Regions from separate parts of the Sus scrofa genome. Here regions 1, 2, 3, 4, 5 and 7 are each linked to region 6. The links are chromatin contacts, called in public Hi-C and HiChIP or PLAC-seq maps. All regions are on one chromosome and are shown on one strand. Each heading gives the region's core, a stretch centred on a gene start, on an enhancer-like site or on the middle of the called end of the contact. The rest is flanking DNA. Distances are from core to core; before and after follow the strand shown.

The links. Hi-C and Micro-C count contacts between places; a contact is called where the count stands out from the background. HiChIP or PLAC-seq counts read pairs in DNA pulled down with a chosen protein or histone mark.
Region 1: an H3K27ac HiChIP or PLAC-seq map of skeletal muscle shows a contact between it and region 6, with 20 times the contacts expected there. The contact joins the enhancer-like site here to the promoter of MYC in region 6. A contact is called at or near these places in 2 of 5 promoter capture datasets (fetal liver and fetal skeletal muscle), 4 of 47 Hi-C or Micro-C datasets (embryonic fibroblasts, fetal skeletal muscle, retroperitoneal adipose tissue and 1 more) and 2 of 2 datasets of contacts at active chromatin or transcription factors (alveolar macrophages and skeletal muscle).
Region 2: a Hi-C map of skeletal muscle shows a contact between it and region 6, with 8 times the contacts expected there. The contact joins the enhancer-like site here to the promoter of MYC in region 6. A contact is called at or near these places in 1 of 5 promoter capture datasets (liver) and 3 of 47 Hi-C or Micro-C datasets (embryonic fibroblasts, heart right ventricle and skeletal muscle).
Region 3: a contact with region 6 is called in an H3K27ac HiChIP or PLAC-seq map of alveolar macrophages. The contact joins the enhancer-like site here to the promoter of MYC in region 6. A contact is called at or near these places in 2 of 5 promoter capture datasets (fetal skeletal muscle and liver), 3 of 47 Hi-C or Micro-C datasets (embryonic fibroblasts, psoas muscle and retroperitoneal adipose tissue) and 2 of 2 datasets of contacts at active chromatin or transcription factors (alveolar macrophages and skeletal muscle).
Region 4: a Hi-C map of alveolar macrophages shows a contact between it and region 6, with 2.5 times the contacts expected there. The contact joins the enhancer-like site here to the promoter of MYC in region 6. A contact is called at or near these places in 1 of 5 promoter capture datasets (fetal skeletal muscle), 5 of 47 Hi-C or Micro-C datasets (alveolar macrophages, embryonic fibroblasts, heart right ventricle and 2 more) and 2 of 2 datasets of contacts at active chromatin or transcription factors (alveolar macrophages and skeletal muscle).
Region 5: a contact with region 6 is called in an H3K27ac HiChIP or PLAC-seq map of alveolar macrophages. The contact joins the enhancer-like site here to the promoter of MYC in region 6. A contact is called at or near these places in 4 of 5 promoter capture datasets (fetal liver, fetal skeletal muscle, liver and 1 more), 19 of 47 Hi-C or Micro-C datasets (adipose tissue, alveolar macrophages, brain and 11 more) and 2 of 2 datasets of contacts at active chromatin or transcription factors (alveolar macrophages and skeletal muscle).
Region 7: a contact with region 6 is called in an H3K27ac HiChIP or PLAC-seq map of alveolar macrophages. The contact joins the enhancer-like site here to the promoter of MYC in region 6. A contact is called at or near these places in 8 of 47 Hi-C or Micro-C datasets (alveolar macrophages, embryonic fibroblasts, fetal skeletal muscle and 5 more) and 1 of 2 datasets of contacts at active chromatin or transcription factors (alveolar macrophages).

Annotation. Positions count from the first base shown.
Region 1 is chr4:10,880,113-10,883,769 of Sscrofa11.1, forward strand. No RefSeq gene overlaps it. Among named protein-coding and RNA genes, the nearest start is that of FAM49B, 410 kb to the left of the region's middle. Within about 2 kb of position 2,204, at least 4 of the 83 cell types and tissues checked have an H3K27ac peak or open chromatin away from gene starts, as enhancers often do. A contact at or near this core is called in fetal liver and skeletal muscle, where this site is marked.
Region 2 is chr4:11,426,425-11,430,021 of Sscrofa11.1, forward strand. All of the region lies in intron 2 of LOC110260221 (a long non-coding RNA gene), which reads right to left. Among named protein-coding and RNA genes, the nearest start is that of FAM49B, 950 kb to the left of the region's middle. Within about 2 kb of position 1,912, at least 4 of the 83 cell types and tissues checked have an H3K27ac peak or open chromatin away from gene starts, as enhancers often do. A contact at or near this core is called in skeletal muscle, where this site is marked.
Region 3 is chr4:11,134,455-11,138,165 of Sscrofa11.1, forward strand. The region is part of intron 2 of LOC102158034 (a long non-coding RNA gene); the gene reads left to right. Among named protein-coding and RNA genes, the nearest start is that of FAM49B, 660 kb to the left of the region's middle. Within about 2 kb of position 2,182, at least 17 of the 83 cell types and tissues checked have an H3K27ac peak or open chromatin away from gene starts, as enhancers often do. A contact at or near this core is called in alveolar macrophages, embryonic fibroblasts, fetal skeletal muscle and 2 more, where this site is marked.
Region 4 is chr4:11,183,126-11,186,538 of Sscrofa11.1, forward strand. No RefSeq gene overlaps it. Among named protein-coding and RNA genes, the nearest start is that of FAM49B, 710 kb to the left of the region's middle. Within about 2 kb of position 1,871, at least 8 of the 83 cell types and tissues checked have an H3K27ac peak or open chromatin away from gene starts, as enhancers often do. A contact at or near this core is called in alveolar macrophages, where this site is marked.
Region 5 is chr4:10,934,034-10,937,365 of Sscrofa11.1, forward strand. No RefSeq gene overlaps it. Among named protein-coding and RNA genes, the nearest start is that of FAM49B, 460 kb to the left of the region's middle. Within about 2 kb of position 1,523, at least 11 of the 83 cell types and tissues checked have an H3K27ac peak or open chromatin away from gene starts, as enhancers often do. A contact at or near this core is called in adipose tissue, alveolar macrophages and skeletal muscle, where this site is marked.
Region 6 is chr4:12,458,872-12,462,239 of Sscrofa11.1, forward strand. MYC (MYC proto-oncogene, bHLH transcription factor) reads right to left here and starts at 1,489. Exons shown (of 4, transcript NM_001005154.1): 1 at 869-1,489. The coding sequence starts at 898.
Region 7 is chr4:11,032,317-11,036,146 of Sscrofa11.1, forward strand. No RefSeq gene overlaps it. Among named protein-coding and RNA genes, the nearest start is that of FAM49B, 560 kb to the left of the region's middle. Within about 2 kb of position 2,040, at least 3 of the 83 cell types and tissues checked have an H3K27ac peak or open chromatin away from gene starts, as enhancers often do. A contact at or near this core is called in alveolar macrophages and retroperitoneal adipose tissue, where this site is marked.

The DNA of each region.
Region 1 (3,657 bases), core at 954-3,453, 1.6 Mb before region 6:
GCAGCTTTCTGCGTCTCCAGATGGGGCAGTGGCAGTGTCTCGATGGGATTCTGGCTGTAACCACAAAGTCCTTTGCCTCTCTCTCTGCCGCTACTCATCCTGCCTTTCTGGATGCCTCTTCTTCAGCTGCCTGGAGCAACTCTCCATGGCGTCAGGGACCCGAGAGCTTCCCACTTAGCATCCCACTGTCCTTCCTTTCTTGTCCCCATCACTTTCATAACAAGGGCCACATCATCCAGGTGACTGTGGGCCAGTGAGTTAGGTCCATGTTGGAGTCTGGGAGCAGGGCTGCCAAATTCACAAAAAAAATTACAGGACACGCACTTAGAGTCTAATCTCAAATAAAGAGTAAAAAGTGGTAGATGTATATCCTAAGTACTGCCTGGGATATACTCATGCTAAACATTATTTGTTGTTTATTTGAAATTCAAATGTAACTGGGCAGCCCTCTCTGGGAGGAGATACTTGGGGGTAGAAGCAACACTGGTTTTGGGGCGGAGGACCTTTGTATGGTCAGGTCACTCAAGATGGCTGTTCTCTTGCTCTCTCTACATCTCCTGCCTGACCAGGCCCTGCTTCACTCACAGGGCTGTCTGATCCTCTTAAGTATAGGGCTTAATCAGTCACAACACGCCAGGCCCCACCCCAGCTGTGGTCTCCTTGGTAACTGACGAGCCCAAACGGACGTCAAGTCCCCCTATAAAAACTGTAGCCTCCTTCCCCGCGGAGCGAAGGCTGTTACTGTGTCCTGTGCGCCAGCTGCAGTAGATGGTGAGGTTTTGCTCCAAGGTCTTTTGCTTCGGGCTTGTAAGATCCGCCTGTCCAATAAGCCATGGATGGCTATGGCACTATCTCTGGGTTCGCGCCTCCGTCTCGTGGCTGGGCAACCACAAGGCTTGCAGCCCTACAACCTCGGATGCGAGCTGAGCTCTGCCAGCAGCTCTCTCTTCTGAGGAGAGTCGCCTTCTCTGCCTGAACTTCAGCATCGTCTTTTTTTTTTTTTAAAGGGCATAAGACTCTTTCCTTGCACTCTTAAGTTATCGTGCTGGTTAGTGACTAAACAGTCGTCTCCTGTTGGTTATTCTATTTTCAGTCAATGATTTCCACACGTGTTTTTAGTATTTATTCATTGTCTTTTTAGGGCCGCACCTGTGGCATATGGAGGTTCCCAGGCTAGGGGTCCAAATGGAGTTTTCATGGCCGGCCTACACCATGGCCACAGCAACGCAGAAGCCGAGCCGTGTCTGTGGCCTACACCACAGCTCACGGCAATGCCGGATCCTTAACCCACTGAGTGAGGCCAGGGATCCAACCAGTGGCCTCATGGATACTAGTCAGGTTCATTTACCGCTGAGCCACGACGGGAACTCTCCCATGTGTGTTTTTAACTGAATGATCTGTGCTGAGGGGTGGAGACAGGGTTCATGAGACATCATGATCCTGGCCTTTGCATCGTGATCTGGTTGGAGGCTTGTAGGCAGGTGGACAAATAACTGCCTCTGAGTTTGCTGGACTGAGTGCATGGATGGACTGCCGGACAGTCTGGGTCAGGCTGGGACAGGCGCCTCAGCTCTGCATGAGGGACTCGGAGAAAGCGTCCCAAGGGGATGGTGCCTAATCTGGGGCTTGAATGAGGCCACCTGTTCTCTAGGTAACCCAGTCTCTCCTTCTACATAGTCAAAAATGACAGTTAACGCAGTATTGCTGCTTCATATGAGCATTGATTAGCATGCTGTGCTTCACACATGCTGCTTAGTTAAGCCTCTGAGTATCATTATTCCCATTGTGCAGATGAGAAGGCTGAGGCTCAGAGGGGCCAAGGAATTTTTCCAAATCACATAGCTGGGATGTGGTAGAGGGAGAACCAGACCTGTGGCTTCTTACCACCTAGGAGTTCATGAAGCTTTCCAGCCTACCCTGAACACCAGCTAAGAATAAGGAGAAAATAAAATGCCTGTGGAAAAAGCAGCAAGGTGGTGCTTTGGAGGCCAAGCTGCGTTTTAGAGCCAGCCTTAGAAATTCAGCATTCCCCAGGCCCCTTTCCTCCAGCGTGGCAAGGTGGAGACAGGTGCCCATGGCCTTGTGTAATGAAAGGTTATCTGATGACACTGGTTATTTGATCACAAAGCCCTCTGATGGTTCCCGTCGAGCCAGAACCTTGGCAATGCAGAAAATGGATCCGATTTCAAAACTGACCTTTTCTGAGTACCCAGCACTGATGGAGAAGGAGCTAGAATTGCTCCTCAAAGACTATTCTCGCTGCAATTCACAGGGCTGTGGAGGGGTGGCAGGTGCGGAGATGTGGCAGGAGCCCAATACCCAAGGAGCTTCCACAGTTTCTGAAGACAGGTGCCTGGCATCCATCTTATATGGAGGGGCTGCTACGTGATGGTGATTGCTCTTGTCTTAGTCTTATTCTCGTGTCATTCCCTCTCTTTTGGACACACGCACATATGTTACAGACACAAATACACATACACCGTAATGCATGGAACACCCACTTCAAATTGGGAGAAATGGTTTTTGACTTTATGAGCATGAAACAATCATATCCCACGTGTTAGGCACGTTGTGTTTAATAGCATTTGCAAGTGCATCAGTGGTTTCTTAGCTCCTTCATTTGTTGAGTCTCAAATTGTTTCCTTCAACAAATACGTGTTAAAAAAAAAAAAAAGATGGAGTTCCTGTCGTGGCTCAGCAGTAACAAACCTGACTAGTGTCTGTGAGAATTTGGGTTCGATCCCTGGCCTCGCTCAGTGGGTTAAGGATCCCGCATTGCTATGAGCTGTGGTGTAGGTTGCATACGTGGCTTGGATCTGGCGTGGCTGTGGCTGTGGCTGAGGTGTAGGCTGGCAGCTGTAGCTCTGATTCGACCCTTAGGTTGGGAACCTCCATATGCTGTGGGTGCGGCTCTAAAAAGACCAAAAGAAAAAAAATCCAACGAAGACGTGTGATAAGCCACCTATCTGTGCTATGATATGGCAGGTGCTGGAAGATGGGACTAGTGATGCCTGGAGTTCACATCATCAGTGTCAAACGCCAAGGGACAGTAGGACCTGGTGGCCTGGCAGGTACTGAGACATTGCAGCCACCTCCACCTGCATTTAGATCTGGGCTCTGCCACTCCCTTGCTGTGCGTCCTTGGGTAATAAATTTAACCCTTTGGCCCCCAGTTTTCACATGTGTAATCTGGGGCTAATGAGAACTATTTTATTCGTTTCCTAGGACAACCTTTTGCCTACACATTGGCATCATACCCATTTTATAGATGACAGATAGGGCTCAGAGAGGTTGGCTGTATTGCTTACGTTCACACAACGAGTGAGTAATAGAGCTGAGTGTGGAACCCTGGTCTTCCATTTCCAAGTGTAGTATTTTTTTTTTCCCTGTTCCTCCTCAATTCATTTTTTTAGCCCAGATGATGAGTCACTCCCTCTCAGCTCTTCAGCAAAACATTTCTTTATTCTGGTAGCATTATCAGCTACAAACAGACCCTGTTGGGTCTGTGTATGTTGAGCTTTCAAAAGGAAACCGCCACTACAACAAACGTCACCATTTTTGAAGGGGAACACAGCCCTGGTGGAACTTTACGGGAACCTTCCCCAGTGGCTGAGAAGAGTCCTTGGACTTGAGGGGCTGCAGGCTCCACCCTCTCCC
Region 2 (3,597 bases), core at 662-3,161, 1.0 Mb before region 6:
CAGAATAACTTGCCAAAATGTCCAAAACCCTGACCTTAAATCCCATCTTCAGCTAAAGACAAGGGATGTGGAGGGTAGTGTTTGGGGCATCACAGTGGAGGAAGGCAATTCACATGGAGATGGAAAAGCAAATGTCCGGTAAACAGATTTTGCTGGGCCCTGAAGAGACAGTAAGACACAGCGTGGAAATGGGATCTCTAGGCTCTGCTAAGTTTCTCCCACCACACCTAGCCCATATTCTTTGCAGATATCTCTAAGGCTAGTTCTATTCCAGGAACAGCCTCTTTATGTAAATTCTTTTTTTTTTCCACGGCATATGGAAGTTCCCAGGTTAGGGATCGAATTGGAGCTATGGCTGCCAGCCTACGACACAGGGAGAGCAACAGAGGATCTGAACCTTGTCTGCGATCTACACCATAGCTCACAGCATTACTGGATCACCAACCTGCTGAGCGAGGCCAGGGATCGAACCCTCATCCTCATGGATACTAGTCAGATTTGTTTCCACTCCTCCATAATGGGAACTCCCTCTTTATTCTTTTAGGTAATTAGGGAGGAGGTCAAAGTGTCTTCCTGAGTCTTTCAGGGCTTGATTGTTTTCATATGCCAGAGACATTCGGGCATGGCAAGCTTTGCTCCCTTCTATCCTCATGCATCCTCAAAATAAACCCTTATCACCTTGCGTGATCTGGAGTGCCTTTGTTCCTTGCTCTGAAATCCCCCTCCTTTAAGTGCTAATGGGAAGATGAGATCATGTAGAGGGAGGGCAGCCAGGCAACTTAGAGAGGTGTGGAGAATTAAAGATAACTTCCGTCAGGTATCAAGCACAAGTCAGGTGATCAGTAAGTGATTGTTCACAGAATTCTATTAATGTAATATGTGTAACACCTGAGGGAAACTGGAAAGCATTGATAAACTTTAGGTGGGATAGGGAGGGAAGCAGCTTCTAACTGATCATAAGACACTTTTCTGCTGGAAAAAGTGTAAGACATCCCCAAGAAAGGAGAAATCTATACCCACTGAGATGTCTCCCACCCATTCTCCATTATCACCATCCTTATCGACGGTGGCAAGATCAGATAGCCCTACTCTGTACCAAAAAGGCACGGCTCATTTTCAGCTGAAGGCATACCGTCCATCAACATGAAGATTAGCTGTCGGGAGAGTTGATTTCCCTTGGAGTCACCCTCTCCAGAGCCCCAGCAGCAAGAGGGAGGGAGAATGGAAGGGATTGGTAGGAGAACAACAAGCAGCTCAGTGGGTGGGCAGGACGGAGCCTGGAGCTAAGACCTCAGTCACTGTAGAAGAACATCTTTGCTGAATGGAAAGCAGCCTCTGCGGGTGCTGGTTCTGACTCCTTTGGTTGCTTGGCACAATTTGTCCCTGGTGACAGGGATGCCAAACTTGAAGCTTGTTGTTATTATAGGAAATTGAGGGTCAGCTTTTATTGCCTTGCTAGTTTCCAAGAAATAAATCCTTTTTTTGGCAGCTAAAGAGAATAGTACTTCAACCAGAGTCTGCTTTAAGATAATTTGGAGGGCACCCTGCCTTGTGGGTTTATATCCTCATGCATGTATTCTCTGTCTACACTCTTCATTCTGCATCAGTCACTGTGCAGATGCACAGACCTGGTACACCCAGGACAAACTCATTCTCTCTAAGGCATATACGCACATACACACAGATTATAGATGTACATTTCTGATCAACACATAAATACCTAGGGATGGATACGCCAAATCTGACACATCTGCCCAGTCCCAACAGTTGTAACCGTTATGCTATGAAGCATGCTGCTTTTTCTTTGGAATCTAGAGGATTCCTCGAACAGCCAAACCAAGTTGTCATCTCTTCAGCGTGTGTCCCTAGGATGATGACGTGCCGGTCCAGGGAGCACAGAGTTCAGAGTCTGAGAGGGTGACTCACTCTTGGCTCCAGGCCAACTCTCATTCTCCTAGTGACTTGTCAACATGAGCCCTGGGACATAAATCACTCAATCGCCTGTCCACAGATACTCTTCACCTTCCTGACTTGTTTTGGATCCTGCCTTTTCTTCAGGAGATACCAACAGAAAAAACCCTTTTCCTCCTGATTCACATCAGGCACAACAGCCAAGCAGGTGGTAATGGTGAGTTAAGTAATAGTACACAGAGTACAACTTGTTTTCAAAAATAAATGGCTCTTCTTGGAAGGTACGATCTAATAGGACTGACAGAAATCAGAGTCAAATTCAAAGAAATCATTTTAATAGCAGTCAGCAAGCTGCCATTTTCCTCGAACTAGACTGCAAAGAATGCAGAGGCCCTACCCTCCCATTCCTCCTGGAACTAACACTGATACGTCTTACAGAAGAAAGCAAATAAATAACAATGGTCAATCCCAGCCTGTCCATATCAGATGCCACTGCCCATATTTCTCATATCTGATCTCATAAAGTCCTCTCAGTGAAGAATCAAAGAAGCCAGAGAATTCACATTTATCTTTCTGTTGAGAACAGTAAGAGTCCACAATCTTCAGTGATTTTTCCCAAGGTCAAAGAAAAAGTACTATGTACAAGGCTTAGCCCCACTGATTTTTCATTTATGCATTTAAGTCTACTTATATGCTTTATTTACTATGCTCCATGCCAAGAAAACTCTACAATGAATAAGACTATCAGAGTCCCTGCTTTCACTGGGCATCCAATGCAGGAAATATGCAATTAAACAGTAACAGTAAAATACAATATAGGGGGAGTGACTACGGAGGTGATAAAAGAATATTAGGACCCTATAATTGTGTCTGGAGAGAGGGATGGAGAGGAGAGAGGGATAATGTGGGGAAAGAAATGAGTTCTTGGACATTGTGATGCCTAAGGTAAGATCAGAAAAATCAGGGGGAATTATTGTGGCAGAAGTTGGAAGTTGAGGAGGAGAAAGGAAAAAGGAGCAACGATGTATGTGAAAGCGAAAGCAGATGTGTGAAGATGAGGACTTGAATCAAATGATGGCAGTCTGGAGGACCAGATAGTAGTTTGGGATGGATGGAGTGAAGTATGGGAAGGGATGGGTGGTTGGGGATGTGGCACAGAAGTAAGCAAGGCCTGAAGTATGGAATCTCATACCTCGGTAAAAGAACCACTTTCAGTAAAGGAGCTCGAATTGCTCCTTAAGGATAATGGAGGCCACTGAAAGTTTTACTGGCGTGCAACAGGTTGGAAAATGGCTTGTGAAGGATGAAAATTAGAGGCTGCAAGTCCAGTTGGAATCTGTTGAAGGGGCCCAAGATTTGGACTGAGGTAAGAGAGGTTTGAGAAAACTGGATGGATTCCAGTGGTATCAAGAAGTTATATACAGATGGCCAACAAACTCTTGAAACAATGCTCAAGGTCCCAGATTATTAGAGAAATGCAAAGCAAAACTACCATGAGATACCACCTCACACCGGTCAGAATGGCCATCATTCATAAGTCCACAAAGAACAAATGCTGGAGGGGGTGTGGAGAAAAGGGACCCCTTCTGCACTGTTGGTGGGAATATACGCTGGTGCAACCACTGTGGAGAACAGTATGGAGGTACCTTAGGAAACTATACATAGAACTACCATATGACCCAGTAA
Region 3 (3,711 bases), core at 932-3,431, 1.3 Mb before region 6:
GAATCTCGAGTCCTTAATGAGAAGCCACGGGATGGAGGAGGGAGTTCAGGAAGCGCTTAATAATCCTTCAACTTAATTTGAATGTTTGTCGTCGTCTTAAGGAGGCTGTGAAGGTGATGACCCTGCATTTTATCCCCAGCCGAGAAATAAGGAACTAGATCCTCAGATTTTCTTTCCTCTTTCAAAAAAATTGAAGTACAGTTGATTTAAAATGCTGTGTTAGTTTTAGGTGTACTGCAAAGTGATTCAGTTATACATACCTATATATCTGTTTGGTTTTTTTTTTCAGATTCTTTTCCCTTATAGGTTATTACAAAATATTGAGTACGCTTCCCTGTGCTCTACAGTAGGTCCTTGTTGGTTATCTGTTTGATATTTGGCAGCATGTATCTGCTAATCCTAAACTCCTAATTTACCCCTCCCTCCTTCCCCCTGGGTGATGATAAATTTATTTTCTATGCTTGTGGGTCTGCTTCCGTTTTGTATATAAGTTCATTTGTATCACTTTTTTAGATTCCACAAATAAGCAATATCATATAATATTTGTCTTTCTCTATCTGGCCTCACTTAGTGTGATACTCTCCAGGTTTGTCCATGTTGCTGCCAATGGGATTATTTCATTCTGTTTTATGGCTGAGTAATATTTCATTGCATAAATATACCACATCTTCTTTATTGATTCATCTGTTGATGACTTTTAGGAAGCTTCCATGTCTTAGCTATTGTAAATAGTACTGCAGTGAACATTGGGGTACACATATCTTTTCAAAGTATAGTTTTCTCTGGATGTACACCCAGAGTGGGGTTGCTGGATCATATGGTAATTCTGTTTTTAGTTTTTAAAGGAATCTCCATACTGGTCTCCATAGTGGCTCTACCAATTTACGTTCCCACCAACAGTGTAGGAAGATTCCTTTTTCTCCATACATCAGAGAGTTTTTCTCTTTTTTTTTTTTAATTTAATTTTAATTTTTTTGGCTGTGCCCCGCTGTGGCAATGCTGGATCTTTTTTTTTTTGTTTTGTTTTGTTTTTTTTAGGGCAGCACCCATGGCATATGGAAGTTCCCAGGCTAGGAGTTGAATTGGAGCTGTAGCTTCAGGTCTACACCACAGCCATAGCAATGCAGGATCCAAACCATGTCTTGGACCTACACCACAGCTCACAGCAGTGCCGGATCCTTAACCCACTGAGTGAGGCCTGGGATCGAACCCAAATCCTCATGGATCCTAGTCAGGTTTGTTAACTGCTGAGCTACAAAGGGAACTCTCAATGCTGGATCTTTAATCCAGGAACTTTAATCCAGAAAACCTAACTCTGGTTTTCTCAAAGTCACATCATTAGCAAGTGTTTGGACATTATACATTAAATACTATAGTTTTAGGGTTTTCCCATTTTCTCTCTGCAACACATGGTATGGAGACTGTACCTCTTTATCATAGCAGAGTTTACTCATATTTATTACAATTAACTACCTAAATGAAAAATAACTCTAATCGAGTTGTTTCTCATAACAAGCCACAATATATCATGTTTTATTTCCTTATAGAAGGGTGACCTTCAAATGGTGCAAGTGACTAAATAGGTAAACAGATTTAAGCTATTATAAGGACAGTAAAGATAGCCGGAATGTTCCATGACACAGACCCTGTAACAACTCTCTTCATCAAGAATGTTCTGCATTCACAAGCTTATTGTCCTCTATTTCTGAGCATGAGTGTTTAAAAATAGATCCTCATTAAGTCTGTAAAGACTCGCCCTTCAAGTATTAAGGTCTCAGATGTTCTTGGCACATACTGTTCTCGTGACGTAGACAAGAGTTGGGTGTGCCAGGCAGGTCAGCCAGTGGACCGTTCTGGCAGGCTGGTTGCCCTTGTTGGGTGAAATGAGAGAAGAAGATTGGTGTCAGAAGCCTGCAGATAGGATTTATAATCTCAGGGAAATTGCTGTGCCTGCTGAAGCCCTCAGAAGAGGAGCCCGTGCTGAGAGAGGTCACTTTCACTTCTCGTGTCTCATTTGCCCTGGGTAATTTTGGAGACGCATATTGCTATCTTGATTTTAAAGACAAGGAAACCGAAAGCCAATGACGTTACAGAGCTTGGTCAATCTTGCAGAGATATCAGTGGCAGCCTTAGCTATTGAACCCAAGTCTGTCGAAAACTGCAGACGGTGTTCTGAATGGCTCCATGGCCTCCCCCACTGCCTCCTGAATGCTATGACCTCAGCAGTGTCCTGGGTCCCAACACTCTGAGCAACAACTGGATCACTATCCAGATAAGAGTACATCTTTTTTTTTTTTTTTTTTTTTTCTCCCATTTTTGGCTGCCCCACAGCATACGGAGTTCCCAGGCCAGGGACTGGATCAGAGCTGCAGTTGCAGTTGTGACCTAAAGTTGCAGCAACGCTGGAGGATCTTTTTCTTTTTCTTTCTTTCTTTCTTTCTTTCTTTCTTTTTTTTTTTTTTTTTTTAGGGCCGCACCCGTGGCATATGGAGGTTCCCAGGCTAGGGGTTGAATCGGAGCTGCAGCTGCCCGCATACACCACAGCCACAGCAATGCTGGATCCAAGCCGTGTCTGTCACCTACACCACAGCTCACAACAATGCTGGAGCCTTAACCCACTGAGCGAGGCGAGGGATCAAACTAGCATCCTGGTGCCCAATCCCATTGCAACACAGTAGAACCTCCCAGAAGCACATCATTTATCTTGCTATCTCAAGCTATCTTGTCTTCAAAGGAAATAGCCTTGAAAAAGCGGGAAACAGACAAAGTTCCGTCTCTGCCTCTAACCACATGTAGCCTTGGGAGAGAAAGTCAGTCCCTCTCTCGGAACTTTGATCCTTTCATCTTCTGACGTGGATCTGCTAGTCTTTCCCTGCTAATGTCACGAGGTTATTGTGAGGACTAAAGAGAGTCTCAGATGCGGAGGGAAGGTCAAAACAGGGGCTGTCCTTGATTCATTCAGATCCATGACTCGACACTGACTCAGACACATCTGGGGGTTGGCGGTGATGACCACTTCTCCAATCCCCGCTCGGTGCTTTGTTTCCTCCTGTGATCCCATTTCCTGCCCCGTGGCCACCACATGGCAAGTGCTTCAGCTCTACTCCCTGTTGCAGTGTGAGAGGGCAGACAGCCAACTAGCAGTGTTGGACGCTGACAGACTAATTCTAGGTCATTAACAATCGACAATCCAAACGTCACAAGTGCTTTTGCCTTGAAATTCTTCTTATAAAACGGGGGCTCGTGATCTGGAGTCCCATTCATGTATGGGCTCAGAGAGCTTGTGAAGCACCTGAAATTGCATGAAAAATTGTCTATGTCCCTATGTGACTTTTTCTGGGTAGGGGCGTGAGTTTCTGTCAGAGTCTTAAAAGATCCACTATAAACCTTTGTTCTCGGAGATGCAGTTTCACCACCATGTGACAGCCACCTAAATGGACCCTCCATCTCCTCCAGCGGTTGCTACTGTCTCCAGACCAATATCCAGCGTATCACTGAGTCCTGATGTCTGATGTCACCTAAAGCCGAATTTCCTCCAGGTCCCCTTTTGTGGTTGAGACTTTCATCATCCATTCTCAGGAGTACTGGAATCTTTGAAAGGGTCTTCCTGACTCTCCTTTGTTCCCTCTGAACCATCTTCTTCAGTTGCGTCACAGAGACCTTTCCAAAACACATGTGTAACCTGGTGCTTCCTGGATTCAATTGTCTTTC
Region 4 (3,413 bases), core at 621-3,120, 1.3 Mb before region 6:
GAATGAAGAGATTTTTCACAAATACATAGATGGTGATTGAACCAAAAGGGGTGAATAGACTCACCTAGTGAATGACTGTAGAATTAGAGAGATGGCCTGTGTCAGGTATCTGACAAGTGATAATGATGATGATTAATAATAACTAAAACTTTCAGAGCACTTTACTGTGTTCCAAGCACATTTACATATGTTAATTCATGCACTCCTTGCAAAAGCCCTTTTATGTAATTCCATTATATATATGTGTGTATATATATGTACATACCTATATATAACACATATACACATACACACAAAGCTGCAAAGATAGTAAATAACTCTCTCAAGGTCACAGAGCTTATAAGTGACAGAACAAGCATTTGAATGCAGGCAATCTGCCTCCAGAGTCTGTGAGTTTAACCTATGTCATATGCTACATAATTACTCTCTTCAAATACTTGAAAAATGTCACATTAATATGTAAGTATCTTTGCTATGGATTCCCAAGGGATAGGACTTGAACTAACAAATGGAATTTAAATGATGATAGATTTCAGGCACAAAGCAGCTAGCTCTTTCTAACAGGGCTGTCTGAAGGAAAGAAGCTGCGCCCTGAGATAGTGAGCTCAGTGGAGGTACCCAAGCATGAGAGGAACAAACCCTTGGCGAGGAAATTGCAGAGAGGTCTCAAGCATCCACTGAGTGCTTGGGAGAGATAACATTTATGTTATATTCTTCTCCCACCGACGAAAGCTATGAACATTTATAAGTGTGGATTGGCCAGTTTTCTCCCTGTGCGTATATAACCCTGGAACCCATCTAAGTTCTGCATTAACCACGTACAATAAATGTAATGCCTGGATCTTCCAAGTATTGGATGGATCTCTGAAAGTAGGAGGAGAAAGGAAAGAACCCATAAAAGAAGGATCAGCCCCTGCCTTTAAAGTTCTTACAATTTACTTAGACAAAGCACACATAGATGTATCAGCCTTGGGAACCACCGGAGAGCAATTGATTTAGACCCTAGACTGGAAGGGACTGAGGAGGGACCGAGAAGTTTGGCTCAGGTGTATTATGTCTCTGCTCCAAAGGCCTTTGCACTTGTCACTGTCAAGTTAGTTCTACAACTTTACCGTGTATCAGCACCCCTTGAAGAGCTTGCAAAACCAGCCTCAGGCTGCCTGATTCAGTACGTTTGGGTTGGGGCCCGAGGATTTGCATTTCTCGCAAGTTCTAAGGTGATGCTGATGCTGGTCAAAGTCTCACACGCTGGGACTCACGGCTCTAATGCAAGCCTTCCTGCTCCAAACCATAATCCTCTATTTCTGTGTCTCACTCGCCTTCGCAGTGTGCCCTCCTGAAACGGGACCATCTTGTTTGTATTTCCAGGGTCTGACCCACTGTTTGTCTCTCAATAAACTTGTGTTGAGTAAATAATTGGCAAGAAATATGTGGCTTCCTAGACATACAAAGAAGGAAAGAAACCCTAAGAGTCAGCTGGGTGGGGATTGAATCCTATGGCCTCTCCTACAGATTTGGAACCGTGACTCATGCAGCGAGGTGTCTGAACTGAGCAGCAGCGCTCTCCACACACAAACAGCTCCATTTCCTAATTGCACAGGGCAGTCCTCAAGAGAGCCTCAGAATCGTTTCTTCCCACCTCTTTCTGGTCATGTATCTTCCGTTGCCCTCAAGCTACTTCATGGAAGCAAAACAGTCTTTCTTATACACAGAGAGCCGTGTTCCCCCTCCTGAAGCCCATTCCCTTTGGACCGGCTTTGGCTGAACTTTGCAGTCTTCACGGAAGAGGGAACCCTTTCCCACTGTTCTCCAAGAGAGCAGCCCCTTTGAAGTCACAGCTGGCTTGACTAAACTCATTTCCTCTACCCACAATGTGCTTCTGATGCAATGTTGGCTGACGCGGCCTCTTGCCGGCTCCCGCTATTGAACCAGACCCAAGTGCAATGTTGAATGTGAGTGTTTGGCTTGGCTTAAATTTGGCCAAATCATCTGTACTTTGTTTCGTTTGAAAGCCCTGCTTCTCTATCTCTCTCTCTCCCTCTCTCGCGACTAGTTCATTCCAGATGTTTTTGATTTGTTCTTTTGTGGTCGGCTCCACCCAGTTCCTAAAGCAGTAAATCATTTTCATGCTCCTTCCAAAATCTAAGGAACGAAAGTGCTCAATTAGAGAGAGAACCTGATTATAGGTTTCCTAGAGCTTACCCTTGGGGACGGCTGCTCTCCTCAGGAAATACCTTTCAAAGGTAGGAGCAAACGTCGTGTGATTGAGAACATTTGAAGGCGGCTTTTGACTTTTTAGCCTTTGGAATAAGAGTAGACATAACGTTGATGTGCTAATAGTATGAATACCCAAAGTCATCCCTTGTTTCAAGGCCTGATATAATTGCTGTTCTTGTTTGCAGTCCTTCTGTTACTCAAGTGAAGAAGTTCCCATTGTGAGAACCTATATGTGATTGATAAAATAGAGGAAATATAACATTCATGGCCTCTCCTCTCTCCTGTCATCTTTTACGCTTCCCAGCATGCTGATTGTGGTGATGAAGGTCGGGGTAGACAGGCCGCAAGACGGGAGAAATGTTTGCTTTGTCATTATGACCAAGAGCAAAGAACTTCTCCTTGGAGGAAACCATGGATCTGCTAGGCTAGCAAGGGAATTTAGAGAGAAAAGTGAGGGAAGTCCTTCAGTTTCGAAAGAGAGTTTTGGACACTTTTGAGAGTAGAGATGAAAGATAGAGGGCAGCTGACTATATGCAAGATGAGAAAAAAAGTGGACGATTTTAAGAAATTTTGTGTTATGAATATATGCTTTGGTGACTTTTTAAGTGACGTTAGCACTTCTAGTTCTTTTTTTTCTTTCTTTTTTTTTTTTTTTTGAGGGGATGTGGGTTTTCTTTTGGATTTGACACTATCATGAGACCTACTTTTCAGATTACACCTATTAAAACAGTGCTACTTATTTTGTTATTTCATCCTGCCATTCATCTACATTATTGTCTGACACCAATAGACCTTTAGAGCCACACAAATGCTTTTTTTTTTTTTTTGAGGCAGGGGGAAAGAGGGTCTTTCTAGTTACTCACAGCACAATGCATATAGTTAGGTTAGTGACTTAACCTCTCTGAACCATTTCTGAGAAGTGCGTGTATTAATATCCAACTTGTGGGAACACGATAAAGATTAAATGAGATCATTTAAACTGCCTTCATTTAGTTAAATTTGTAACTGGTGTGTTGAGCCACCAGGCCTCATGGGAAGTAACCAAAACACAGCTTCAATTTTGTCTTCAGCTTTAACTGTGTTTTTTAATGAGGGGCAGCTACATAGGCCAGTGGTTGAGAGTTTTGGCGATTGCATCCTTTTGGGAATATTCTTGGATAATAGAAACTAAGTCACTTGTATATCCAAAACAGATG
Region 5 (3,332 bases), core at 273-2,772, 1.5 Mb before region 6:
GGTATCATGGCTATTTATCCAAAACTGGGTTCATTGGACTTGGAAGGTCCTGATGCAACTAGGAGGTACCATGGCTATTTATCCAAAACTAGGTTCATTGAAAACGAAGTTGGGGAGTACCAAGAATTATTTCTCAGTATTCCATATTTACACATATAGAAAATGGGTATGCTCTGGCAAGTGTCTGATCATTTGTGGTGCAGTCTGTCTCCATACCCCTCACCTGCCCCCATTCCTGGGACAGAGGGCTCCCTGGAGGTGGCTATTTCCAACAATCATGGTTGGATTTCAGGTTAATTTGGCTCCAGCTGAATTTCAATTTAATTATTCAGCAAAGATGAGCCCTGTTATTCCTCTGTTTTCGTTATTCTGATTATTCCTGCTAGAACTAGGCATGATCCTCTCCAAGAACCCTCAACCACGTTATGATTCTTTATGTAAATGCTCCTCTCCTGCTCTAAATGGCATCCAGCCCCATGTCTGACAGATCGCTTGTATAATAAATGATAAATGACTCACAAAGCTATACTTGAATGGAAACATGTAGCTACAATTTTCACCAATCATCAATAACTATGTTGAGAGTCTCGTGCACTTCAAATTAAAAACTTTATGGATGTATGGAGTTGCTTTTGTGGCTCAGCGGTTAACAAACCCAACTAAGATCCATGAGGATGTGGGTTCGATCCCTGGCCTTACTCAGTGGATTAAGGATCTGATGTTGCTGTGAGCTGTGGTGTAGGTCACAGACACGGCTTGGATCTGGCGTTGCTGTGGCCGTGGTGTAGGCCAGCAGCTGTAGCTCTGTTTTGACCCCTAGCCTGGGAACCTCCATATACCATGGATGCAGCCCTAAAAAAAGCAAACAAACAAAAAACTTGACATCATTATCTGGATAATGACTTGCAAGCCCCATGAGGGCAGTGTTGGTGACTGCCGCGGTCATCACTGCATCCTCAGTGCTTTGCTTAGCCCTGTACTCGCACATAGTAGGAACAGGGTGCATGTTTCTTTAATCTGTGTGCGTGAACTAAAACTGCAAATGCAATAAAGAGCTGTGAGATAGGTCTGAAAAGGATGTAATGTTGGTGCAATATTTAGTATCCTGGAGCACATTCTCGCTTCTGGAAAAGAGATTTCCTCTCCAGTTTAAATGTCCTGAATTGTATGTAGCCACATTGCCACCTTCATAGGCTGAGGGATTGCTGGACCATAAGCACAATTCCAAATGGAGAGACATTCCTGGCACCCGGAGGAACGCCTGCGAAAGTCAGAGAGACTTTCTCCAAATGGACCAGATTTATAGGGTGAGAAAGATGTGTGAATCTAGGCCAGAGGCCAAGGTTCCTCATTTAGTCTGTCATTGGCAAGGGAAGACCTTAACGAGATCTAAAAACAACTGGCTTCTGCATACCTGCCCTTGAAGGACACTTAGCCCAGAAACCTCCGTACACAGCCTTTCTGCTACACTACCCTGGGAGGGCATAGGCTAGTCCCTCGGTGTCCTAGAAGGAACACGTGCATTATTAGAGTGGCTTCAACTGCTTCTCCCTTTGGCTGTACAATGAGGAGGGTGGGGCCCTCTGATGTCCAACACAGCTGTGATGGAGTGTCCAGAGACTGAAACTCACATCCTAAGTGCAAGACTCAGCTCAGCCACTCTGCTTCCTGGCTGCGGTTTACTAGTGGGCAGTTCCATTCTGTATGGTCCAAGGGTATGGTTCCATTCCTCCTTCTGCCAGAAAGCAGGTCTTCCTTTGGACACTGCAATCGATCTAGAATGTGAACGCCCCGCTGCACTGTGAGCTCGCTGAGGGCAGGGGCTGCACTGTGTGTGCCCCGTACCCGTGGTGCAGGGTTCAGAGCAGATGCTCAGTGCAGGTTAGGGAAGGAATGAACTTCATCTCTGTTCTAGGCGCTCCGGTGGGTGTTGGTGACTGCCTGTCCAAGGATGTCCTCTAGATGGCAAACTCAGCTCAATTTTGAATGGGAGTCAGAGCCTCTGGCTGGGCGATGCCCTGGCAGGGAATAGTTTGTTGGAAATCCAGTTTCATCCAGTGCACATGGAATCTTCAGAAGGTTGGGAGACTTCTGGAATGCCAGCCGGTCAGGATGAATCTCTTCTTTTCCAGGGAGACGATGGGTGTGGGTTTGTCATCTCCCGGCTCCCACCAGTGTTTTCTGATCAAGGGAAATGGTACTTCAGAGGAGGGGAAGGTGGGGATGAAGCCAGCCTTTCTTCATAGGCACTGTTGAGTGACTTCATGTGTATTTTCTCATCTAATTCTCACAATGATCCTACAGTCTGCGTAGTGAGTGTTATTATTTCCCCTTTATAAATGATGACGCAGAGACCCGGAGACGTTAAATCATCTTATCAAAGTAGCGTAGCTTTTTTAGAAGCCCAGGGTTGCTAAGTTATGTCATGCCAATGTCTCGACCACTTTCCCCTCCCTGTTTAACTAGGGAAAGAAAAGATTGAAAAATCAAGGGTGAGGTGGCTTTCCCCTTGTGGCTTGGTGGGTGAAGGGCCTGATGTTGTTTCTATGAAGATACCGGTTTGAGTCCTGGCCTCGCTCGGTAGATTAAGGATCTGGCATTGCTGTGGCTGTGGTGTAGGTTCACGGATGCGACTCAGATTCAACCCCTGGCCCAGGAACTTCCATATGCCACAGCCGGAGCCATAAAAAACAGAGATGTGATAGCTTTAATTAAGTATGCAGATGTAGGGGGAGACGGTAAGAATCCTCAGCTCTAGGCAGTGATGCCTACTCTAGCCTAAGAAAATGACCAGTATCTCAGGTCCTGGCAAGACAGGGCTTTATATGTCTGTGGAATTCTGTCACAGCTTCCAGGGAGCCTTTATTAAAGAGCTGCAGAAGTTTTAGTTGCTTCTGCCTTCAAGAATTCTTGTCTGAAACGAGGCTAGTTTTCTCCCCAAACAGATGTCTAATTCTCTCTCTCTCTCTCCTACTCTGGCATTGGATGGTGCTTTTGGGAGAAAGGTGAATGGGAAAATTCATCACTCGTTTATATCACAGATACGATTGAACTCCCATTATGGTTTGAACCATGTTTTGTTAGGCATAATAATCCTTACAAAGTTGAAGCATATGGAAGCCTTGCCTTCGTCAAAGGAGACATTAAGATATGAGAAAAAAAAATTAGAATTTGAGGTAGAAAATACCCAGGGTCTTGGTCATATTTCTGAATTTGAGAGGAATTACATATTCTCAGGGGAATCTGGGAGGGCTTCATGGAGGTGGTGAGCTGGGGCCTTGAAGACTGTGTAGGCTAAGTGGGACTACTTGAAGGTCATGAAGAGAAGTAGT
Region 6 (3,368 bases), core at 239-2,738:
GCAGCTGTTCTGGAAAAGCCCCGAACCCCGCTGCCCGCAGTCCCTCCGCATCGCAGGGACACCCGAGCGGGGACACCAGAGGCGGCCGAGGAGCCAAGGCGGGGTGCGGAGATTTGTCCTCGTTTTCCCCCGAGTCAATAATTCCAGGAGAATCGGACACATCTTTGCGCCAGCCTCCCTCTCCCCCGTCCCCGCGCTTCCCCAACACCAAGTCTTAACATCTCCGAGGACCAAGAGCTTTAATTTCATTATTCTTTTAAAAAGCCAAACGCCAACTTCTAAGAGGAGCCGGGGGGCGAATTGAAGCGCCGCGGGGATCGGCGGGCGGGACTCGCCGCAGTCTCCGCTGTCACAAATGCGGTAAGCCGAAATTTAAATGCCCTTTCGGAGACGGCAAAAAGTCAGAGGCTGCGGAGCTCTCGCTCCACACGCAATATGTAATTCTTACTCCTAGGAGCTCAGGACGTAAAGGGTTTTCTGCCCACTGCGAAGCATACCCCCCTTCTCCCTCCAAAAGGCAAAAAAGCAATCAAATGCAATAAAGCAAGAATGCCCAGCCGGCCGAGGTCAGCGTTCATCTACATTAAAACAAAAATACACAAAAACAACCAACCCCTCTAAAGGCTACTTTCAAAAAAAAGCACCCCGTTCTCCCTCTGCCTTCCTCTCTTCCTTCTTGACAAGTCATTGCACCCCGACCCAGCTCTGGTTCGTCCCCACCCTACCCCGACCAACCACAACTACTCTGAGAAAAGTGTCAATAGAGCAGGAATGGGAGAAAAGACACCCCAATTCGGGCATTCGACTCATCGCGGATTGAAAGCGGTAGCAAGAAGAAATTAAAAGACAAATAGGTCTGGGTGCTCACCGGGTTTTCCACTATCCGAAGGAAATCCAGCGTCCAAAAAGCGGCGAGGAGCGCCTTTCAGAGGAGCGAGTCGTGGGCAGCGACAGGGAAAAGTGTCTCCCCAAATAGGCAGAATAGCCTCTCCGCGTCCGGAGAGTCGCGTTGTCGCTCGGGTGTTGTAAGTTCCAGTGGAAAGTACCCGCCCGCTGCAGTGGGCAAAGTTTCGTGGATGCGGCGCGGGTGGCGGACCGCTGGCAGGGGTCGGCGGGCAGGGTGGGGTGGGGGCGGCCGGGACGGAGGCGAAGACCCTCTTTCACTCCGGATCTCCCTTCCCCCGGGCGCCCAGAGCGCGACTCAGCTTGCTCGGCCGGCTCTGCTCTTCCACCCTGGAGGGCCCGCCCGCTCGCTCCCTCTGCCTCTCGCTGGAATTACTACAGCGAGTCAGAGAAAGCCCAGAAAACCGGCTTTTATACTGCTAGGAACACCCCTCCCCTCCGTGCTCTTTTTCCCGCCAAGCCTCTGTATAGCCCTGCCCTTCCAGAGGCAGTGGGGAGCCTAGCGGTGGCCGGGGTGCGGCAAAGGCGGCGGCAGCCGAGAGATGCGCAGCCGGAGGGTCCTCAGCCGCGCAGACCCTCGCCTATAAAGGGCCGGTGGGCGGGGATTCGCGAGAGCGGATCTTTTTTTTCTTTTTCCCCCCGCCCTCGGCTTTGGGAACCCGGGAGGGGCGCTTCAGCCCGGGGAGGGAGGGAGGGGTTGGGTGGTTGGGAGGGAGGAGACTCAGCCCTTTGAGCCTGGCACTCCAGTGCGCAGAGCTTTCGGATGTAAACAGAGTAAGAGTGCCGCATGAATTAACTGCGCGCGCCTACCATTTTCTTTTGCTCCCGCTCAAACCCTCTTTCTCTGCTGCTTGCTCCTCTGGCGCAGCGCTCTGGGTGACAAACCGCATACTGGTCCCTTGTGCTTAAATCATCGCGGGCGGAACAGCTGACCCTCCACACTGAGAATACACGGTGTACCCACCGCCAAGCCACGCACGTCCCGGGCCGAGGGGGCGCCTCCCTAAGACTGGGGAAAGGGCAGCGTTTGGAAAATAAGCCCTACGAAGAGAGGAGGAAAGAAGGGGGTATTTGCGGGTGCGCGTTGTGTGTGTGTGGTGTGGGGTAAGTGTAGATGGGGAAAAATGATCAGAGGTGTAGGGAGGAAAATGGTACCTGGAATTATTTTAAAAAACTCAGCAACGCATTGCCACGTATACTTGGAGAGCGAGTTCTGAATAAACACCCACTGCATTTGTTGGGGGTGTTAGGCATTCTGTGTGTACAGCTACCTCGACTGAGCACCTTCCATCTAGAATGAAACCCCTAAATCGCTGCCAAAGCCTCGGTCGACCCCTCACCTCCGGGCTCCGCTGGCGCAGACCGACACAGACCTCCGCGGGAGCCCGCTTGCCCCCCTGGACGCGCTAAGCCCTGAGATCTTTCTGCCGGTTCCGGAGCTGGAGTAAAGGAGGAGCGCGCTTGCGGGTGCGCGCTGCGGGGGACTCTCCGCTCCCTACCCACTCTCTGCTCCCCACCCACTCTCTGCCCTTCTGCACCCTCATCCCACACCCCCGCACCTCTCGCTCGGAGGTCCCAGTTCTGCACCCAGGTTTCAGTAGAGACGAATCCTTTTTGCGCCCCGTGGCGTCGGTTTGCACTACGCTGGGGCTCCCAGGTTGGGGGAAATCGAAGGCGCTAGACGCGAGAATACTGGGGAGGGGGACGCGAGTCGCAGGACCAGACTCCCCAGAAGAGGGAAGGAGACGAGCTGGCGGATCCTGCCTGGGGAGTCAGCATAGTCCCTGGCGACGAAAACCGTTAACTCTTTCCTCCTCGGACAAACTGGACGTTGACTTTCCTTTCTGGGTCTTCTTTGCTTTTTATTATTGGACTCGCGATCATGCACAGAAAAATGCATGGATTCTGATCTAAGGAGAGGAGCCAAGTATTAGGTGCCTTTTTTTTTGGGGGGGGGGAGTACTGTCGAGCCAATTAAAAACTGACGGAACTTAAGGCATTAATGTCTTTGTTCACAAAGTCTTAAATTTTTTTTCGGAATACCACAGCGAAAATGCACACGTTTAATCCATGTACATCTATATACATTTCAGTACACGTCAACCCAGAACGTTGCCCAACATGGCACATGATTTGTTCGCTCCCTCAATGAATCTATATTTAATATATAATGCATACTCCCTGGGGATTTGCTATTCTGCATTCTACTGGAGCCTTAAAAACAAAGACCAAGGGCATTGTAAGTAAACTTTTCCACGCCCTTCCCCCCTCACTCCAAAACAAAAAAATTCGGGACCGGGAGGGACTCGTGTATAGTATGCTGGTGCTCGAGATAAATTATTACCCGTTGAGTTAGCTGTTCGGCGTTCAATTGTTAAACGAGTGGTAACTTCCTCCAAATCAGGCACAGGGCACAATTCAGTTTTAAGGATTGCAAATTACTCCAGCCTCCAGGCCTTTGCCGC
Region 7 (3,830 bases), core at 790-3,289, 1.4 Mb before region 6:
CTGCTAACTCTAATAGTTATTCAGTTGATTCTTTTGGGTTTTCTGGATACATAGTCATAGTACATATAAATAATGCTAATATCCCTTCTTCCTTTCATCTTAGGGTTTGACTTATTCTTTCCCTAAGTCAATCTTGGCCAGTGATATTGGGGCAGAGCAGAGATAGCAGCAGTAGGGTAAGTAGCATCAACTTGATTTTATCTGTGCGAAGAGATGCGATGTATAAACTGGAATCCATGTAAAACTGGAGGACATGGGATTTCTACCAACATCCCCAAACCATAAATTATTTCAAGGTTTAGAGCAGCTTGGATGACTTGAAAAATGTCCTTTACATTAAAGATGACTTTGGCAAGTTGTAAGGCTGCAAGTTATCTGGCAAGTTTGTGGCCCCCACTATGTGTTTTGCATAATTCTATTAGCAGGCTTTTCATAGCATATTGCAGTCATTTGTTCAGTTGTCATTCATTTTTTTTTTCAGTCATCATCTGCCGCTCAATTGTACAGTGAGCTCCTTGAGGGCAGGCATTTGTTTTTTTCCTCTCCATACGCCCAGTTACTAGCAGAATGTCTGAAAGTGTTGATTCTTGACATGTGCTTGCTAATGAATTATTAAATTGCCAAATGTGTGAATGAAGATGCATAGACAAGGTCATGCATTTTTGTTGGATGTTGAATGAATGAGCAAATAGAGTCATGACTCCACTGGGTTTCTCATGCCCCCAAATGGAAGGACTAAATGAAAATGAGGCTGAGACCTTACTTCTTCTTCCTTGGGTTCAGAGTTGAGGAAGTCAGTGGGTCAAATGAGCTGGCTTAGTTCCTCTGTCAGACTTCCTTTCTTCTTTTGGGATGGATGGTTTGGTAGAGACTTGATTTAGCAAGAATGTCTCCTTTACATTTTGCTCAGGAACAGCTTGTACTTCTGGAGGCTGAATCAGGCATGGACTCTTTTCCTTTTTTTTTTTTTCTTTTTCCTTTTAAAGAACCCTAAGCAGGTTTTTGCAGATTTGATTCACTAACAGTACTGTTGATCTGAAACTACTAGTCTCTTTAGGGAAAAATATCAGCTTTATTCAGGAACGGAGCATCAGCTGTGGAGGTGGTGAGTCTAAAAAGACCCCTCTCCTACCATTCAAAGCTCATCATGTAATGATTTTGCAATTACTTGACTCTCTGTGGATAGTTTACACACACACAGAATTTCATGCTTAGATTTCCTATGAATTCCGTCAAACAGTAGATTTACCTGATTTCATGTAATTTTTAAATTTTTTTCCACCAGAGAGGCCAAGTCATTGAGCCCCTTTAACACGTTGCAGATTCAGCCTCCCACCTTGAGATAATGAATATAGATTCTATCTTTTATGCCAAGTGTGACTGACGACTAACAGCCGTGTTATGTTGTGGAGTGCTGTGTTTTGAAAGATGCTGAGGTTGTATCTGGGACTAAGTGCAAAACAGTTCTGCTGTGGTTGTGGGAAGGGGGAAAGTGTGGCTCATATACCCTGTGTTTATTTATATTTTATGTTCTAACACTTGAGGACAGGAATGTTTCCCGGATCAAAATCACCCCTCTCTCAGTCTTTTGGCCACTTTGGTCCACAACATTGTCATTCATCTCAGAACCTTTGCAGCATGTGCTGCCTGACCCATTTAATCATCCCAGTTTTCTGAGGGTTTTAGTGATCTGGTCAAGCATGTTTCATCTCCCCAAGTGGATGGTGTCAGAAGTGGACTTCCACTGGAAGCTGTACATGGGCTCCAGATGCCTCAGAGAATCCCCACTTTGCCATCTAATGGTGTATTTCCTGAAGCAAGTTATCTAGACTCTCTAAGACCTGGTTTATTTTCTCACATAATTATGAAGATTAGATGAGATAATATAGGTGTTTAGTCCAGCATAGGCTCACCAAGATCCTACCATTATCATGGTCACCTTGAAGGAATGTAATGACCTCCAGCCTTGCAAGTGTTGATGGCAGTTTGTTTGAATGGCATTTGGAAACAAAGAGGAAAGACTGTCCAGGAGAGGGTGCTTTAGCTCATGTCTTTGATTAGTCTGGTTCATTGTATGAGGCCATGGGTAAAGTGGCAGGTCAAGTTGTGTTGACTGGTTCTGCTGGTGCAGTTGTCCCAGTGGAGAGGGAATGTGTCTGGCCAAGTTCTGTTAAACACTGGATACCTTACCTCTTTTACATTTGCTGACTTCTTCTCTTATACAGGAAGAAAATAGTCTGATGATGGGGACGTGAGTGTTCTGGCCACCGTGACAATTATTTGTACTTTACTAAATTTGAGAGAACAGATTGACGATGAAAGGTTAAAGTTATAGTTCCCATAATGGTAATTTCTTGTTACAAATTAATCCGTTGTCATTCTAGTGCTCTCACAAACTAGGCTGAAGCAGGGCTGTGAGTGATGGCGCTTGTTTAACAAAATAAACCTACAAAGATGACCAGACTTTGAACTATGGTAACTTTATTAAAATGCTAAATGCAACACTGTGAGGTATTATGTAGGGCAGACTGTTGCATTTTTCCCCTTCGTGTATCCAGCGTAGCCATTGGCAGAGTTCACTGAGATTCTTTTCTTGGAATGTCTACAGGTCAAAACTCCATGAGGTCATGGACTGTGAATTTGCTGTCTCTGTGCGTTTACTTTCTCCCTCTGGAATATGTCCCTCCTACCTTCTCCCCAAAGCATGGGAGGGTATGAGAATCAAAATTAATAATGGATCCAGTGTTCCCAGGATACTTTGGAAATACAGCGGTGAAATAAGATGGATAAGATCTTGCTTTTATGAAGCTTATTTTCTAAGGGAGTGGATCTGGAAGTACTTTGCATTGTCTAGAATGTTCTACAAATGTAGCTCTTATTAGAACTCATCTTTCATGAGTCAGTTCAAATGTTGCCTCTCTGATGCCATCTGTGACTCGGCTAGGGAAACTGAAATCCTTTCTGTGCTTTCACAAAACCTCATACTTTTTTTGAATAGAACAAGCAAAAGCAAGCTCCACAGTTTGTCTATTTATGTGTCTGTCTTCGCCATTCCTTTCTAATTTCATTAAAGGCAAGAACATTGTCTGGTTCTTATTAAATCATTGGTGTCCAGCACAGTTCTTGGAAACATAGTAGACACTCTCATATGTTTGCAGTGCAGTTTAAGAATGCGATTTCAGGAGTTCCCATGGTGGCGCAGTGGTTAACGAATCTGACTAGGAACCATGAGGTTGCGGGTTTGGTCCCTGCCCTTGCTCAGTGGGTTAACGATCCGGTGTTGCCGTATGAGCTGTGGTGTAGGTTGCAGACGCGGCTCAGATCTCGTGTTGCTGTGGCTCTGGCGTAGGCCAGCAGCTACAGCTCCGATTTGACTCCTAGCCTGGGAACCTCCATATGCCGCGGGAGCGGCCCAAGAAATAGCAAAAAGACAAAAAAAAAAAAAAAAAAAAAAAAAAGTGCGATTTCAGTCCCATTATGGCCAATGACCAAACCATTTTCAAATCAGGCCGACCAATCATCATTGGACTCACAGGATTTTACATAAAGAATACATACTAAATGAAATACTATTTAATATACCTGAATAAGCACTCAGTTACCCTCAGTAGAGGGCCCTCTGCTCAGTGATGTAGATGACTTAGAATTGAGGACAATGTGGAATTTCTTCTGCTCTCACCTGCACACCATCACTCACACACTCAATTCCAATATGAGGACTAGGATATTCATTTGTTTCTAGACAAAGTCAAAAGGTCAGGCTCTAAGAAGACCCCTGTGTTCCAAGATCCACCTTGCCAGATAGAATGAGTGGAAGAGAGAAAAGAGAA